3 separate regions of the Mus musculus genome follow, and regions 2 and 3 are each linked to region 1. Evidence: chromatin contacts called from public Micro-C and promoter capture Hi-C data. All regions are on one chromosome and are shown on one strand. Each heading gives the region's core, a stretch centred on a gene start, on an enhancer-like site or on the middle of the called end of the contact. The rest is flanking DNA. Distances are from core to core; before and after follow the strand shown. Region 1 overlaps Osbpl9 (oxysterol binding protein-like 9). Region 2 overlaps Nrd1 (nardilysin, N-arginine dibasic convertase, NRD convertase 1). Region 3 overlaps Osbpl9 (oxysterol binding protein-like 9).

Region 1 (3,852 bases), core at 702-3,201:
CCCCTCACCAACCTTTCACTGGCTTTTGGTTACAGCTCTGTCTTGCTAAAGTTAGCATTGTGTGAAATCTCTCTGATAAATACATCTCTCTGCTGGCACCAGGGTTCCTGAGAAATTCCAATTCCTTGGAGTCTATTGTTTCAAAAGTCTGATAGCAGGGAAGAGGCACATGTGCCTTTCTGTAGAGTATCTTTGCTCCTGTCTGGATGATTACACTTTGACCTCTGATAAAATTTGTTGCTCACGAGAATTGTACCTGTCTAGTTTTAAAGAACATCACTACAGTCTGTGTTTGTTTATTTAAGGTAGGAGCAAAAAGGGGGCATAAACAGGGGTACTGCATGATTTCTGTAGTAAGTACTTGGGACTACCTCTTGAGGGTGAGTCATGTCTCCATTTTACCAACAGGGAAACTAAAGTCTGAGAACAGAAGGGATCTGGCAAAGCTGAATTTCAGCATTTTCCCACAGCCACCTCATTTTATTAAACTGTGCGGTCTATAGTACCTTCTTTATCTGTGGATATGTGTGTGTGTGTGTGTGTGTGTGTGTGTGTGTGTATTATATATATTCTTATAACTAACTCTAGAAATTATAGGGAATTGAAATTATTTTGTACATTTAAAGAATAACTTTCATATAAATGGTATCTGCAGCTTTGGAGCCTAAATGGAGAATATTTTGAATGTTTCTTGATTTAAAAAATTTTATTTACTATAAATGGTGTGTATGTGTGTGTTGTATAGCAGATGTGTCCAAGGCATAGGCTTGAAGACTACTTTTGGGAATCAGTTCTCTTCTCCCACCAAGGGATCTAGGTCAAGTTGTAGGGCTTTTGTAGCAAGCAGTTTTACCCACTGAACCATCTTGCTGGCCCTTGAAGATTTAAAAAAAAAAAACTTTAAAAATTTTATTTTATGTATATGCTTGCATGCACTTAAGTACCTGATGTGTACAGTGCCCATAGAGGCCAGAAGAGGGTGTTCAGTCCCTGGAAGTGGAGTTACAGTGATTGTGAGACACCATGTGGTGCTGGGGACTGAACCCAGGCTCTCTGCAAGAGCCACCCGTGCGCTTAGGCTCCAAATCATCTCTCCAGCCCCTATGGATGGCTTCTTAAGTGGAATCCTGAAGTTCATCTAAAGTAAGAAAACATAGCCTCAGACTAAAGCGATTCAGAACCCCTGTTGGGCAACAGATTTAATACATTGAGCTGAGTGGTTCTTACATGCTCTTAAAATGACTTTCCTATTCCAGGATATAATTTTCACACTCCACTGGGAAAGAAAATATTTGTTATTCTTTGAGATCAGAGAAAAATGAAAAAATTAATTATTATGACATGCTCTACAGCTTTTGATTAGAACGCAGAGAAATCCAGGGAAGTTTTATTTCCCCACAATATTATGAAGGGAAAGATTGTCTTTTAAAAATGGCTTTTTGGCAGGAATGGTTATAATGTAGTCCAGGGCCTCAGCTAGAATTTCCTGAGGGTAAGCAGGATTAGCTTGTTAAGGAACCTGGAACATGGGCAGGCACTGCAGGCAAGAGAACAGTCTGTCAAAGCCCTTAGGCATGAAGGACTGGCTGGTTCAGGGAGCTGGAAAGTCAGGCTGGGCCACAGGAATGGTGGGAGCTTTTGGACTGCAAGATTATTTTGTTCTGGTTTGCTTGACATATTTATCTTTATTTTGAAACAGTCTCCGTATGTAGCCCAAGCTGGCCTGGAGCTCGTGAGGATCATCCAGACCTAGACTTGAGAGCAGTTGGGCTGGTCTCGATAACAGAGTTCAGGGGGCACCACCTGGAGTGTTCCAGATTATTGTGTTCCTGAAGAAAGAATCCAACAGGCTCGGGGAGATATTAACAGGCAAAGGAGACAGCTTACTGAAGAAGGAGCCGCAGAGGGGTGGTGCCGGATGGAGCTCAGGTCCCTAGTGTGCTGCCAGTGCCTTACCCAGGAGCCAGCAAGCTTCACTGCTGCAGCCCGGGCCCCCACTCTGGATCTCTGGATTCAGAGTTGCTCTCTGTCCTTGCTCCTTTGTGCTTTCTGTGCTCTTGTGTTTGGATTGTTTGTGTGAGACTATTTTTTTATCGTCGGTTATTTTGTAGAATGCTCCATATTCTGATTCGCCTGAGCAGTTCCTCAGCTATTTGTGTAATTGCTTCCAGTTGTTTTAGTGTTTTGTAATTCATAATCCAAATGGAAGCAACATCATTGGCCTGTCTGGCCTTGTGTCTTGTGATTTTAAAAACTGCTTTACAATGCAGGCGGCTCAAGGATGAAGGAGATGGGGGAGGAGGGGAAGGGAGGGCAGGGAAGGGAAGAGGAGAGGAGAGGAGAGGAGAGTGTGTATGTGAATAGCTTTGCATTCTAATCTCATTGGTTGTATTCTAACCTAATGAATGTTTTTGTATCATGTCTTTATTGTTTTGGAGAGAAGATAAATATAGTTCCATAAAAGGGCTATTAAGTGCTTAAGAATGCCTCTCTTAGCAATGCTTTTATTAGTTGCCCTATTAGTAAGGAACTCTTTGATCATGCCCGGTATTTTCCCCCTAAATTATCTATCTGTGTTTGCAAAAATAAAAGCAGACTGTCTTCAGAATATCAGCAATCACTTCTGAACATGAATTCCCATCGCTTAGAAATTTGGAGGTTATAGGTGTCTGGGGCTTCAAGCAGGACAATTGTACAGTCACATGGAGTCTGCTTGTTTTGATTTTTTTTTTTCATACAGGTGGGAAGTGGAAAATATCAATTATTCTACAAGTATTACATATGTATTACAATCCCTCTCCTAGATTTTACTTAGGGTGGCCAATTAATTTCCAGGAGCATTTATTTCCTGGATGTCAGCTCTATGCTTCCTGTAACAGCCTGAGTTCCACCCAGGCTAGTGAGGGGACAGAAGGGACAACAGTGTCTCACCAGGATATGCTTTTTGAGCACCTAATGTATACCAGACACTGCACTAGAGCATACAATAAGCCAAGATAGACTTCTCACCCTCCTAGGAATGCCCCAAAGGCTGTACATGCCCCAATCAAGGAACACACAGGAGGCTGGGCACTCAAGGGTGAGAATCCAGACCAGATGGCTAAGGCACTTTGATGAGTGGCTGCAAAACAGAAAAGGAGACATGACATCTGGGGATTGCACGGAAAGTGTGGTCCCTCCCTCTTGTCCTCATCATGGGGAGAGATTCTTACACTCAATGCTGGTCTGTAGTGAAGGGACATGGAGAGGGATAGACATTGCAGTGGCTGTGTGCACTGAGGATGTGTGTAAAGTTCTGTGTTCAGGTTGGTTTGAATAGATGGCAAACTACTTTCATTTAAAAGCTGGTAATTTCCCTGCAAGAAGAGATTTCTTCTGTGGCAGATGATGGGCAGAAAGAATGGTCAGTTCTGTAAATGTTACTCAATTTTTAGTACACAGATGACTCTAAAAACATTTGTCTTAACCTTTTATTTATTGAGCGTTTTGTTTTTTCTTTTAGTCCAAGGACAAAATGATGAGAGGCTCTCGAAGAGGATGCGTTAGACTCAGAGTGAGTATTTTTTCATTTTATGAAAACCAATTTCAACAAAAAAGAAATATTTTGATGGAGCCACGGAGTCTATATTTTTAACTTAATTTCCTTACTTAGTTATTGGGCCAGATAACCAAGTCTCAGGGAGGGGACTTGGGTTTCTCCAAGGAACTTCTCAGAAGCATCAGGACCAGGACTAGAACTCCGTTATTTTGGCCTATGGTTTAATCCATGACTTAAAGCATCTACTGGCTTTCATCCTTCTGCTTCCGTCATGACGATTTTCACCTTCCCCCACCTTTTGTTTTGTTTTGGTT
Region 2 (3,852 bases), core at 759-3,258, 130 kb after region 1:
ACCGCCGGCATCCCCAGCAGGCAGTTCTTATTTGCTTATAATCTCAGCTCAAGGGGATGCAACATCCTCTTCTAGACTGTTCCAGAACCTGCGCCCACATGCAACGCTACCCACTCCCAGATGCATACAAGCACGTATAATTTAAAATACAATAAATCTTAAAACACTGAAGGTCTTTAAGGGCTAGATAGCAGAAACTCAGCCAGTCTTCTCTGCAGACAAGGAGCCAGCCTGACGGCTATACCCCTAGTTCACAGTGAGGGCTGAATGTCAAGGCCTTTCCCAGTCCGGTAACGGTGATCTGCTTACAAGTTTTCCTAATCTGTTTAGAGCACAAAAAATAAACAAACAGCTAGCATAGCTCAAGTGCTGAACTAGAAAATCACCAACTGTTCAGACTGAGATAAAACTGCTTTCCAATAACGAGAAAAACGTCAGCACGTGCTGGCCCCGAGGAAGTGCCTCCCAGAAGAGTCTGCCTCCACAGCACTCATTGCTTCTTACCACGGCTGCTCCTTCAGCTCCAACTAACCAGACACCACAAATTCAAAATATCACACAAGAGGCCCAATAGCATCTATGCTTCTCTTGGGAACTTCACGAGCCAGGCATGTCATCTGCATCTCAGAGATGTCCCTCCAAGGACCCAGAACAGAGCACCAAGCTTTGAACACGTAAGTGGCTTCTCTAGCCCAAAGTTCAAAAGTCCTTCCAGAATCCTCCTGGAAACAGGGTCCAGTCTGTCACAGCAACATCCCACTCCTGGCACCAGCTTCTTAGGTAGGGTTATCACTGCTGTGATAAACACTGTGACCAAAAGCAGCTTGGGAAGGAAAGGGTTTATTCTCTCACACTTCCACATCACAGTCCATCATCAAAGGAAGCCAGGACAGGAACTCAAACGGAGCAGGAACCTGGATGCAGAGGCCATGGGCAAGTGCTGCATACTGGCTTGCTTCTTAGGGTCTGCTCAGCCTGCTTTCTTAGAGCATGAAGGACCAACAGCCCACGAGTGGCACCACTGACATCGACTGGCAATCAGGAAAATGCACCACAGGCTTCCCACAGGCCAGTCTGGTGGGCATTTTCACACTTGAGGTTCCCTCTTCTACAAAAGAATTCTAGCTTGTGGCAAGTTGACATACGTAAAACTAGCCCGCACAGTCAATCATTTTCCTTTCTCTTTCTCTTTCTCTTTCTCTTTCTCTCTCTCTCTCTCTCTCTCTCTCTCTCTCTCTTCTCCCCTCTCCTCTCCCCTCTCCCCTCCCTCTCCCTCTCCCTTTCTCTGGAGGGAAAAAACAAACAAACAAAAACCAAACACTCACTTTGCTGCAGATTTCTGTATCAAAGGTGAGATCAGATGAAATCGTATATATGCTGAAAGAAAAAGACCATGGATAAAATATAAAAGGTCAGAGGCCTCAAATATCTTAACACCTATTATTTTCTTTTAATGGGGCTTTTAAGTTCAAAATAAACTACTAGTCCCTAAAGCCTCGTTACATGTCTATTCTCTTTTATCCCTACGTTATTTTTATTCTTAAAGCTTTTAAAGGGTGTTTCTCACCATTCCAATTAAGTATCATAGAAGCACACTTTAACCTACAGGAATATCAGACACATACAAAAAGGTCTATGAATAACCATATTTATCATTAACTTGAGACAGGCAAAAATATTTATAGAAGTTTACACGTTAGGAACATTTATCAATCAAGCAGCTCGGTGTCCATGGGAAGGTGCCATGAAGCCTTTTCCTAGAGACGCTGAATGAACGGCAATAACCGTTTTTAAATCTTATGATTCAGTCAAGAAAAACTGTGAGGAGACAGCCCCAAATCCCAAAGCCTGGGAGACTGAGGCACAGGCTTGCCATGTGTAGACTGGCCTGGGTCACACATTACGTGACGTTCTAGAGAAAGGGGAGGAGAGAAGGTGAAAGGGAGACTGTCTAGGTCCAGAGTATGATTCCAAGAACAACACGGTTTGGCCATGACTTAAAGTCAAAGGAATTTAGAGGGTGTGTTTACCCCACAGGAGACACGCTAAAAGCAAAAGGCAGAGATAAGCAGTAGGGAAGATTTCCCTTTACAGTTCTAGATTAGGCTTCCTATCATATCTAGGAATGATTCTCCTCATATCTTATTCCATTTTTAAAAATAATGTAGTGTCTTTAATCCCAGCACTTGGGAGGCAGAGGCAGGTGGATTTATGAGTTCAAGGCCAGCCTGGTCTACAGAACAGCCAGGGCTACACAGAGAAACCCTGTCTCGAAAAAAAAGAAAAAATGTCTAAATAATACTATTAATCCTAAGTTTATGAAATAACTGGTACTAATTTATCTGAAAGGAAAAATCTTTAAAAATAGCTTCTTTCTAGAATTGGATTTTTTAGTTATGTATGTGTGTGTGTGTGTGTGTGTTCAGGTCAGAGGACAATTCTTCTGTGAAGGTCAGAGGACAATTCCTAGAAGTTGGTTCTCACCTCCTACCATGCCGGCCCAAAGCCAGGCATCAGGCTTGGTATCAAGTGCCTTTAGCTGCTGGGCCAGCTCACCAGCCCAGAGCTGACTGTCTACTTCTGGAAGGCAGAGTGTCTGTATACACTCCCATAAGCACAGGTGCACACTGTTAGCCTATAACTGTAAAGGGGGCTTCAAAGGGAGAGGAGTAGGCAACAGGAACAGAGGCTGCCTCAGAAGAGGAAGCTTTCTCTACTTTATCTCACCTTTGGGGATTTTGAATTTGTTGTCTTTCTTATACCACAAGCAGCCTTGTGCGGTATTGACAATTTTAGCAGGGTATTCAGTTTCAGGGCAATCAAAAGCCTTCAACGTAAAGTCCGTGGCTAACAATAAGAACAAAAGAGTGATCATATTTTCAAATGCAATGTACACATGGCCTTAAATTAGATGGAAACTAAAGCTATCTCATTCCCAACAGCAGATTCTTATCTCTGTACACTCAGCCTCCCTTTCCCAAGTAACCGTTAATTAGGAGAGGGTGGCCTTTGGGTCTGGACACTTGTATAACGCAATGAATGAATAGGTTCTTCAAGAAGAATAATCTTTTGCCAAGTTTAAGTTCTGCTTTTGCCAAATAGTTCTGCTCAAATACCACCTTTTGTTATTTCAAATTACTGGCAAACTGTTTAATTAGCATGTAGATAAAAGATAGTTAATTTATGGGCTGGAAAGATGGCTCAGCGGTTAAGAGCACTGGCTGCTCTTCTGAGGACCTGGGTTCAATTCCTAGTAACCGCATGGCAGCTCACAACCATCTGTAACTCAAGATCCAGTGGTTCCAACTCCCTCACACATACATGTAGGCAAAACAGCAAACGCACATAATTTTTTTTAAATTATAGATTAATGATCTCTTAAAAAAGATAGTAAATTTAAAGAAAGGGGAGAATAAAAGATGGGGCTGGAGAGATGGTTGTGAGTTACCATGTGGGAGCCGGGAGCTAAACCCTGTCTTCTGAAAGAACAAGCTGTTACTCTTAACCATTTCTGTAGCCTCATCAATACTTTTGAATAAATATATTACATGCATCTTTCACATGTACAGACACACACAGTGATTCCTATTTACTCTCACGTGTACAGACACACACATGTACAGACACACACATGTACAGATACACACATGTACACACACACGTGTACAGACACACACGTGTACAGACACACACGTGTACAGACACACACATGTACAGACACACACATGTACAGACACACATGGTGATTCCTATTTTACTGACCTATGTACTTATTTTCAGCTGGAAGATGAAGGTCTGGATTTAAGTCAAAATTACTCTTCCATAGTTCAGTCCAAGAGTTTTCAATATCTG
Region 3 (3,852 bases), core at 756-3,255, 68 kb after region 1:
AAGCTTTTAAGTCATCTAATAGGAAGGCAAAATAGTGTCATTTCTCTAAGAGCTTAATATGCTAGCTTAGTTTTCTAAGAAACAGAAAGGCCAGGAATTTTGGCATACTGTTTGTTTTTAACTTGTCACTTGCTCACGTCCTTATTTCCCCTGTGTAGTTACAGGTTTCCTCTTAGTCCTTTGCTTGATTATTGATACCACACTTGCAGCATGGTAACTTTCTACTCTCTCTCTTCTTACCTTTATGGAAGATCAGTACCACACTTGCTTTTTTCCAGTCTTCTGGTATCTCTCCAGTTCTTGAATTTTCAAAAATAATTGTAAGTGATTAAATCGTAAGTATTCCCTCTGCTTCTTTGATTGGGTGAGAGGTCATCGCAAATGTGTCATGCTCCAGTTATTAACATAGACTTTGCAGGTGCCTTTATGTTAATTAAATTGCATTTGCATAAAATTTCATTAATTTTAAGGTATTTGTTTTGCTAATTAAAATGCCAATATTCTTACTTACTTTTATTAGGTGGGTTTTTCTTTGTTAAAATTTTAACCTGTTTTTCCCCTTTGTAGTTTTACTACTAATGATGTTCTCTATTATTTTAAACTTTCTAGGAAGACTTATATGAACAATTTATTTCAAATACATACATATATAGATAGATAGATATGTATTTGAAACATTTTTTTAAAAGATTTACTTATTTTATGTATGTGAGTAAACTGTCGCTCTCTTCAAACACACCAGAAGAGGGCATTGGATGCCATTACAGATGGTTGTGAGCCACCATGTGGTTGCTGGGAATTGAACTCAGGACCTTGGAAGAGCAGCCAGTGCTCTTAACCACTGAGCCATCTCTCCAGCCCTAAACAAATTGTTTTGAGGAAGGAACTAATGTAGCTCAGGCTAGCTTTGAACTTGTGAACCTCCTGCCTCCACCTAACAGATGCTGGGATTCTAGGCTTCCCTTTCTTTTGTGGGGAGAACATATTTTTTATTGTATACTATTTTGTACTGTTTAAAAAAAATACTGCATATAGCAAACTGTCTGTCATTGTTTTGAGTTTGTGTTACTACTCGGTCTTCCTTTTAGTCCTCTCTCAGTTCCAGCTACCCAGAAGCTCCTTTCGTTCTTTCCTTGTTTGTTTGTTTTTCGAGACACGGTTTCTCTGTGAAGCCCTGCCTGTCCTGGAACTCAGTCTGTAGACAAGGCTGGCTTCAAACCAGAGATCCACCTGTCTCTGCCTCCTAAATGCTGGGATTAAACTGGAATTAAAGGCTACCCATAAGTTTCTTAATTATTGATTCTGGGAAGAAGACCTTAAGTCACCTTTGGTCACTTTGACCCTTGCTATTAGTCTGTCACTGTCAGCAGGAGTTATTTTAAAAGCTTCTACTGCCTGCTTCAAAAGTCTTACTAGGAAAGTAGCCAAAGCAAGTTATGATTTGCATGTACCTTGGGATTTAAGGGCACCCCTTACAGTGTTCTTTTTAATGGGAGTGGAACATTTTGTTCTCTGTTTCATGTCCCACCTAGAATCATTAATAGGAAATTGATTTAATTTGCCAACATGTTAGCTTTTAGGTGTCTTCTAAGAATATTAAGCTAGTCCTGTATTTTACAAATTAGAAAATACTGATTCAATTTTCTTATTATATCATAAACCATTTTGTATTTGTTTCTCTGTAACTGCTTTTAAACTTTTTAAAAATGTGTTTTAGTGTTTTGAGAGAGTCTTGACTGCCCAGAATTCTTAATCTTCCCTCTACGTGCTAGGATTATGAGTGTTTAGTTAAAACATAAAGTGAATTCCTGTACACACTGACATGTAATGAACTGTAATGAACATCAGCATAGTGAGCCAGAGAGCAGAGGCCCTGACTACCGCACTGCAGTATGGTCACTTCAGTTACTGCTGAAGGACCTGACAAGAGAAGAAAGGAAAGGGGGGAGAGAATGGAAGTACAGAGATTGCAGGCACATGGGTAGCAGCAGCTGACAGCTGGTACAACTGGTGCCACATGCATGCAGCTGGCACTGAGACAGCCCTGGAGGGTGCTAGTGAGTGAATGGCACAGTTCCTGTCTTCTCTGTCTTTCTTCAGAGAAGTCAGACAGTAACGTGTACAGTGTTAGATAGGGCAAGTGCAGAGTACTACCGAATGCATCTATGTGACTCCTACACTGCTCTCTAGAAGGGTGAAATCAGTTTTTCAGAGTCTGCCCTGTTTCCTTTCCTTTCAAAGGAAGATAGACCATACTCTGCTTGGGAACAATGTATATTCTTAGTCTTGTTTAAAAAGAAGTCTCTAGGACCAGCAGGATGGCCACTGATGCAAAACCTGATGATCTGATTTAAATTCCCAGAATCTACATGAAGGAGAACAAAACTGACTCCCGGAGGCTGCTTTCTGACCACACACGTGTAGTGGGGTGTGTGTGTGTGTACATATAAATGCTCAATAAATACAAGTTTTTTTAAAAAATTTACTAACAAAGGACCAGTATGAATAAGTCTAATGCCTCACTGTTCTAATGTTGGCTAGAAAGAAGAACAGGTATATAGTGCAGTTTTTAGTGTCTGTGTGTGCATGTGCACATAAACTTGCTGATTCATATGCATACAGTGCCTGGGGAGGCCAGAAAAGGGCACAGAATCACCAGGAACTGAAGTTTGTGGGGAGCAGCTGGCACTCTGAGCCACTGAGCCATCTCTTCAACTTTTTTTTTTTTAAATAAAAATTCAGCAGGTTTTATCTCTTGCCATTCATGAGATACTCAAGGAGAGACAAGATGACTCAGAGACTGGGAAGATAGAGTCAGTGACTGAGAGTGAAACTAGTGGTAATTTTAGTGCATTCTTAGTCAATTTAAGAACAGTGTTATTACTGTCACCTGTTCATGCTATTGATGAATTTGTAAACATTATTCCATTGGTGGTAGATGAGTTGACTGTAGAGGGCCTTTAAAGCACATCTGCAAACTTTTGGATTGATGTGCAGGGGAAGTCAGGCCAGTTCTGTGATTTTAGGCTGATGAATTCCATTATAAACCTCCTATAAGCATTCCAAAAAGAAAACTGCATCAGTGAGATGTGTGTGGTGAGGTTGTGAAGCTCAGTTGGTTCTGCTGGGAAAGGGAAGTCGTGGAAGGGTATCGGGGGCTGGGAGGACAGTGCATGGGACTCAGCTGGGAAACAACTAAGGGTGGTTTCTGAAGAACTGAGGGAGGGTTCAGACTTGAAGTTTAAATATTGTTTCTCTTCTGTAGCAGAATTTTATTGATTTGTTTAAAAGATTCTGTTAATTAATTGTTGACAGAATTCTAAGAACTCTAAATGAATTTAGAAGAGGAAATTTTTTTAAAGACCACTTTTCCTCCTCTTGTGGCAGATTCTTCAGTTTACTCTTGATTGTGCAGTTGTTCTTTCAAACTGCTGAGTAAGAATCGTGTATTTACCTGATGCTAACTGGGTCCTGATTGTTACATTATTGCTAATTACGCCATTATATTCTTGAAACAAAACAAAACCCAAGCCAGGCCTCCTCCTCATTCTCAGGTGTATAAGTTAGCAGGAGCTCATCCTCCTGTGAAGGGTGATGTGTGAACGCCACTCTGCTCAGCAAACAGTTGTAGTTCTCTGGATAGCTTTAAAAATGGAAGCGTTTAGCCTGGTGGAGGTGGTCCAAGATGTTTAATCCCAGCATTTGGGAGGCGGTTGCAGGCAGGTCTCCTGTGAGTTCGAGGCCAGCCTGGTCTACATAGCTAGTTTCAGGGCAGTCAGGATTGCATAGTGAGACCTTGGCTTAAAACAAACAAAACCTAAAAGAATGGTTTTTACCATGAATTTTTTTATC

The links. Hi-C and Micro-C count contacts between places; a contact is called where the count stands out from the background. Capture Hi-C pulls out chosen DNA fragments and counts their contacts.
Region 2: a contact with region 1 is called in a Micro-C map of granulosa cells, with 1.8 times the contacts expected there. The contact joins two enhancer-like sites. A contact is called at or near these places in 7 of 15 datasets of contacts at CTCF or cohesin (CD8 T cells, the NIH/3T3 cell line, embryonic stem cells and 3 more), 100 of 484 Hi-C or Micro-C datasets (the 3T3-L1 cell line, the AML12 cell line, B cells and 61 more), 13 of 115 datasets of contacts at active chromatin or transcription factors (CD8 T cells, the HPC-7 cell line, the NIH/3T3 cell line and 6 more) and 4 of 9 other capture datasets (adipose tissue, embryonic stem cells, liver and 1 more).
Region 3: a contact with region 1 is called in a promoter capture Hi-C map of adipose tissue. The contact joins two enhancer-like sites. A contact is called at or near these places in 2 of 39 promoter capture datasets (the 3T3-L1 cell line and macrophages), 1 of 15 datasets of contacts at CTCF or cohesin (large pre-B cells), 12 of 484 Hi-C or Micro-C datasets (8-cell embryo, the AML12 cell line, B cells and 9 more), 4 of 115 datasets of contacts at active chromatin or transcription factors (CD8 T cells, embryonic stem cells and extraembryonic endoderm stem cells) and 4 of 9 other capture datasets (adipose tissue, embryonic stem cells, liver and 1 more).

The regions. Positions count from the first base shown.
Region 1 is chr4:109,171,975-109,175,826 of GRCm38.p6, reverse strand. It overlaps Osbpl9 (oxysterol binding protein-like 9), which reads left to right. Exons shown (of 24, transcript NM_001368727.1): 2 at 3,503-3,553. Among named protein-coding and RNA genes, the nearest start is that of Gm46867, 28 kb to the left of the region's middle. Within about 2 kb of position 1,951, at least 60 of the 459 cell types and tissues checked have an H3K27ac peak or open chromatin away from gene starts, as enhancers often do. A contact at or near this core is called in adipose tissue and granulosa cells, where this site is marked.
Region 2 is chr4:109,046,592-109,050,443 of GRCm38.p6, reverse strand. Nrd1 (nardilysin, N-arginine dibasic convertase, NRD convertase 1) reads right to left here. Exons shown (of 31, transcript NM_146150.3): 17 at 3,763-3,849; 18 at 2,728-2,847; 19 at 1,326-1,377. Among named protein-coding and RNA genes, the nearest start is that of Gm32581, 30 kb to the left of the region's middle. Within about 2 kb of position 2,008, at least 24 of the 459 cell types and tissues checked have an H3K27ac peak or open chromatin away from gene starts, as enhancers often do. A contact at or near this core is called in adipose tissue and granulosa cells, where this site is marked.
Region 3 is chr4:109,104,349-109,108,200 of GRCm38.p6, reverse strand. All of the region lies in intron 4 of Osbpl9 (oxysterol binding protein-like 9), which reads left to right. Among named protein-coding and RNA genes, the nearest start is that of Gm52703, 27 kb to the left of the region's middle. Within about 2 kb of position 2,005, at least 64 of the 459 cell types and tissues checked have an H3K27ac peak or open chromatin away from gene starts, as enhancers often do. A contact at or near this core is called in adipose tissue, where this site is marked.